2 separate regions of the Gossypium arboreum genome follow, and region 2 is linked to region 1. The links are chromatin contacts, called in public Hi-C maps. All regions are on one chromosome and are shown on one strand. The core of a region is the stretch at or near the end of the contact, and the rest is flanking DNA. Distances in the headings are between cores, read along the strand shown.

Region 1 (3,140 bases), core at 527-3,026:
TGGGTTTGGAGGTAGTGTTAAAGAATCAGGAGGAAGGCTCTACTATGATGCAAACTAGTGAGAAGATTGAAAGATCCAGTGAACTGGGGCAAAATTCAACTTTAATGAAAAATCAAGCTGGAAGAGAATTGCTCCAAGGATTTTGATAGATAAAAGAAGGGATGAAAGCACTATGGGGAAGCGAAAATTTCCAAAATTTGATAAAGGAGATAACAACACAGAATTTTCATATGAAGATGGAGTAAAAAGATTAGAATAAAAAGGAATAATTGACCGAGCAAAAGTTCCCATGGGTATGATGAATGAAAATTTGAAACAAAATGATGTTCCCAACAGTTTAGGATCGTCAGCTGCCAAATGGCAAGCCGACCGGGCGCAATGAAAAACATATATTGGACTGTCCGTGGGTTGGGGAGTCCAGGGTCGGTACGGAGGCTGCGGCATTTGTTAAAGCAACATAATCCCCATATGGTCTTCTTAATGGAGACTAAAATTGTTTAAAAAAAAAAACTTATGGAACAAGTTAGAAGGAGCTGTGGATTTATGAATGGGATTGACATTGAAACTGAAGGTTCTCGTGGTGGACAGTGTTTAGCTTGGAAAGGAGATATCACGGTTAATTTGAGAAGTTTTTCTAAGAACCACATTGATGTAATCATAAAAGAGGATTCTACTAAAGAAGATTGGCAGTTTACGGGGTTTTATGGTTCACCTTATTCGAACCATAAGAATTTTTTGTGGAATCTACTAAGAAAATTGGGCCAAGAAAACAACCATCCTTGGTTAGTAAGTGGTGATTTTAACGAGATTATGTACTCCTTTGAAAAAATTGGAGTAATTCATATAGAGCAGAGGAGAATGAAAGCCTTTCAAGAGGTTTTAGAGGAATGCTAGCTTATGGATATAGGTTACTCGAGGGTTTGGTTCACATGGGAAAAGGGGAACTTGCCAAAAATAAAAATAAAAGAGAGACTTGATAGGGTAGTTACAAATGAAAAAATGGATGAATCTGTTTCAAATGGTAAGTCTTCAACATCTACCCTATTCAATGTCGGGTCAGTGCCCTCTCGTTTTAAATACAAACAATGGAATCATGTTTACAGGGAGTCTAAAATTTAAATTTGAGAAGTGGTGGACCATGGAAGAGTCTTTCGAACAAGAGGTAAAGTTATCATGGGAATCCTCAACACGGACGTTAATAGAGAAACTTCAAAAATTATTGTTTTGTTTGAAGAGATGGGCAAGCACAATTAAAAGAGGTAGAGAGGGACTAAAAAGAAAGTTAAAAAAGGAACTCTCAGTTTTGTTAGAGAAAGAAAGGTATGATGAAACAATGGCTAAAATTATTGATACTACAATTCATCTTAATATGGAGATTAATAAAGATGAAATATACTGGGAACAAAGGGCAAGAGCAAATTAGATTCTGCTTGGGGATAAAAATTCAGCCTTTTTTCACTAATGCGCCTAAATTTGTAGACTATCTACCACAATTTATAGGCTGTAATTGTATGAAGGGAAATTACTAATGATTCAGAGATTAAAGAGGTTATTACTTCATTCTTTCAGGAGCTTCTTATGAAAAATGGAGTTGAAGACCCATCAAATCTTCTTATGGGCATTGAAGGAAATTTTTTTATTGAGTTAAATTCAGCTTTATTATCTCCTTTTACGGCAGAAAAAGTGCAAACAACTTTAAGAGGAATGGGGCCTACAAAAGTACCAAGACCTTTTTACTTTCCAGTATTATTCTTTCAAGGGTGTTGCCGCATAATAGGTAAAGATGTTTAGAACTTCTGCTTAGGTATCCTGAATAGGGACCAAAATTTCAACTCTCTTAATATGACTGATAAAATTCTTATTCCAAAAGTCCAAAATCCTACAAAATTAGTTAGCTTTAGACATATTTGTTTTTGTACTGTCATATATAAAATTGTGGCAAAAATATTAGCAAATTGTTTACTAGAAGTTATTGGTAGCTACATTGGTAAAGCATAAAGCGCTTTTGTACAGGGAGACTTATATATGATAATGTGCTTTTAGCATAAGAAATTCTACACAGATTTCGACAAAAGGGAACAGGAGAAAAGAATATATGGCAGTGAAACTAGATATGAGTAAAGCTTATGATAGAGTTGAATAGGACTTTATAAAGATAGTACTGTTACAAATAGGCTTCTCAAGGGAGTGGGTGGTATTAATTATGAAATACATTACCACAATCTCTTATGTAGTAAATATCAATGGAAAGAAGGGAGGAACTTTTCAACCTATAAAGGGGCTTAGCCGAGGTAATCCCCTTAGTCCATTTCTTTTTCTAATACGTAGTGCAGAACTTTCATCATTGATGAGATAAAAAATGGTAGAGGGTTTGCTAAAAGGTGAAAAAGCAAGCAAAAGAGGGCCGGAGTTATCTCACCTACTTTTTGCGGATGATTGTATTTTGTTTGGTGAAGTAACAATTAGGGGTGCGACAATTTTGAAAGGGATACTAAAGGAATATGAAAGCTGCTCAGGGCAATGTGTAAACTTTAATAAATCAACGATCTTCTACAACTCAAATACAAAAGAAGAAAAAAAAAGAAGTCTCAACAATGCTAGGAATAAGAAGCTTAACAAATCTTGAAAAATATTTGGCTCTCCCTAATGTTCTAGGCAGACGGTAAATCGAATCTTTTCAAAATTTAAAAAAAAAAAGGTCTCTGGGAATTAAATGCTGCGTCACTAAGTTTCTATCGTAAGGGAGAAAGGAGATCTTCTTTAAATCAGTACTACAGGCAATACCTACGTATGCTATGTCTTGCTTTCTTCTACCAAATTTATTATATGGAGAGATCGAAAATATTTGTGCTAGATTTTCGTGGCAAAAGGGCCACGGGAAAAGAGGAATACAATGGTGCTAGTGGAAACATTTGTGTCGTCCTAAAGAGGAAGGCAAAATGGGGTTCGAGAGTATGACTATTTAATATCGCATTACTAAGAAAACAAGGATAGAGGTTCTTAAATTACCCAAATTCTTTAGTTGCGCAAGTATTTAAAGCAAAATATTTTCCAGAAGATTTTTTTTAAACTCGTGATTGGGAAATAATAGCACTTTTGTATGGAGGAGTATATGGGCGAGTAAGGGTATTTTGGAAGGA
Region 2 (2,854 bases), core at 219-2,718, 160 kb before region 1:
CCTAAAACCCTAATTAAAAATAAAAGTTGGCCTAAAAATCTTATTTGCCTTGACAAAATTTAATAAATTATCCTGTTATAAAATGAGAGAATAGGATCGAAAAAAGTGACAATAAATTTGTTTTTAAATATCCGAGATTAAAACAGAGGAGAATACATCTGATTATACCAAAATTGGTTAAAAAAGGAGGATGAGATCATGACCCTTTTTTTCCTTTTTTTGATTGGGTAAAGGTGAGCTGTAACCATCGTGCTTAAACGTGGGTTAAGGAATAAAACATATGGTTATGATTGTGGAATAGGAGGTAGAAAAAAGCACAGTTAATTAACCTAATAACTAAGAAGAAAATTAAATTAAAAAGATTAAATTAAAAGGATTAAATTGCACAATTTTCAAAAAAATATTAATAATTAAGGACGGTATACTTGGACACTCACAGCTACAAAAAGATAGATTCTTTAGCCTTTTAGGTTTTATATACTTCATTAATTATCAACAATGTCAAGGTTAATTTCATTGCCAATAAGAACTATACACGTATTACATCTTTCTTAATTATGTTTGTATGTGTACATAATTTATAGTGTTAAAAATTTTAAAATATCTTCAAGAATTTTAAAATTAAAAATGAATTCACTTATTTTAATAAATAAAAATTTAAAATTTGTAAGAAATTTCAAAAAGAAATAGTAACTCAAATTTCCTAGAAAATAATCTAATTTTTTAAAAAATATTTATTCTAACAAAATAATCATAAATATTAACATTACATTAAAAAGAGTGAGTAAGCTTTGTCATCCAAAGACACATTAAAATATCCATAAGTCTCTTCACCCAGTTAAAATATTTTATAAATTTAGTAATTTGGATAAATATTTATATTGTTTGGTGAATAATTAGTAATGAAGAAGGAAGGTAGTTTAAATTATAAAGGGGGCAAGGACAATGCTTGTATGTGGCCTAGCTGTTACCCTTTAAAGTGACAGCTGCCACAATTATGCTAAGATATACCTTTCACTTTGTTGCTTTGACTCTTTTTCTTAATGTTAAAATTTTTGTTGATGGCTGCCTTTTTATTTTTTATTTATCTTTTTTACATTACCTTTGAAATTAACCTGTTTGAAGTAAAAAAAAGATGGTTTAATTACCTAGTTTTGAAGTTAAGCTCAATCACTTTTAACTCTAAAATTCCTCAATTACTCAAATTAGTCTAAAGCATTGATATGTTTACTTTTATAACAAAAAAAAAAAAACCAAATCCAAAACAATGAATAACCTATTTCTATCACTTTTATAAAACTAAACATATATATATATATATATATATATATAATAAATTTACCTTCCGATAACAACGGAAAATAAACATAGTTTAATTCTAAATAAATAATCACTTACTTTAAGCAACTTGCAAGTCACTTCTGGTTTATAATTAAATCAATTCCCTTTTGCAAGTAAAAAGATGCTCCCATTTCCTCCTATTTGCAATTCTGCCCTTCCTTTCACTCCTCAAAACCCACCCTGCCTCTTCACTCTTCACTCTCTCTCTAAACTCTGTTTAAATTTTTGCTTCTTTTTCTCTCTTACGCCAACCATATAGGTACTTGTACATTGTACGGCTTAATGGAGGCGGCGGACTTCTTCGTCGGAGGATATTACGATGGTGCAGCAGGCGACGGTTTCTTGCCGGAGCAAAAGCTACCAGAGAATTTCACGGTGGACGACCTCCTTGACTTCTCCAATGAAGATGCTATTATCAGCGACTGTTTCCTCGACAATGTGGCCGCCAATTCCACCGATTCCTCCACCGTCACTACGGGAGGCGATAACCACTTCTCCTCCGCTAATGTCCCTCACCACTCTCAGTTCTCCGGCGAACTCTGCGTCCCGGTAATTAACCGAAATGTTCTATTAGCTTTTTTCCCCCCTTATTTTTGCATGGTAAAAGATTGTTTTCACGTACTCAAGTAATTTGTTTTGGCGAGTCGTACTTAAAATATTTTCAACTTGTAGACATTTATCATTTTTAAGATAAAAGTGTAAAAATGGATAAATAAACACTTCTTTTCTTCTGAAATCAATTGAACAATTATCAAATTAGACTTCCTAATTTTTCTTTTAATAGATTTATAATTTGTATGTGGAATAAAGAAATAAATAAAATTCATAAAGAGATTATTAAAGTAAATTGAATCAGAAATGAAGTGAAATTATTTAAGTAGTAAACATTTTGGTTTTGCAGTATGATGATTTGGCGGAACTTGAATGGCTCTCGAATTTCGTAGAAGACTCCTTCTCAACAGATCAGAATTTACAAAGCAACCTCCAGATATTGGCCACCTCAAAATCACCCACGCCCGAATCATCCTCTTCATCCACCCGATCCGACAACAACCTGATTTTCCAACACGACATTCCACACCCGGCGAAGGCCCGGTCTAAGCGTTCACGGGCACCACCTTGCGATTGGTCCACCCGGGTGCTCCACCTCATCCCGAAATCCATGGGCCAGAAGAAAAGGGAGAACTCCAACGCCAACCCGGAGTCTTCGGGTCGTAAATGTTTGCATTGTGCGGCGGAGAAGACCCCGCAATGGAGAACGGGTCCAATGGGTCCGAAAACACTTTGTAATGCGTGTGGGGTGAGGTATAAGTCGGGTCGGTTGGTATCTGAATACCGACCCGCGGCGAGCCCGACATTTGTGTCGACGAAGCATTCGAATTCGCATAGGAAAGTTTTGGAGCTTAGGAGGCAAAAGGATTTGCAAAGAGCACAGCACCAACAGTTCCTTAGTCAAACTTCGATTTTCGGCATATCCAACGGTGGTGGTGGTACTGATGATTTCTTGATCCAT

The links. A called contact is a pair of places that touch in the nucleus more often than the background predicts.
Region 2: a Hi-C map of leaf shows a contact between it and region 1, with 2.1 times the contacts expected there. The contact joins the promoter of LOC108466727 here to the enhancer-like site in region 1. A contact is called at or near these places in 2 of 5 Hi-C or Micro-C datasets (both in leaf).

What each region holds. Positions count from the first base shown.
Region 1 is chr2:26,757,942-26,761,081 of ASM2569848v2, reverse strand. The region is part of intron 3 of LOC108467243 (a long non-coding RNA gene); the gene reads right to left. Among protein-coding and RNA genes, the nearest start is that of LOC108467243, 3.1 kb to the right of the region's middle. Within about 2 kb of position 1,776, at least 1 of the 2 cell types and tissues checked has an H3K27ac peak or open chromatin away from gene starts, as enhancers often do. A contact at or near this core is called in leaf, where this site is marked.
Region 2 is chr2:26,915,646-26,918,499 of ASM2569848v2, reverse strand. LOC108466727 (GATA transcription factor 4-like) reads left to right here and starts at 1,468. Exons shown (of 2, transcript XM_017767100.2): 1 at 1,468-1,890; 2 at 2,243-2,854. The coding sequence starts at 1,624.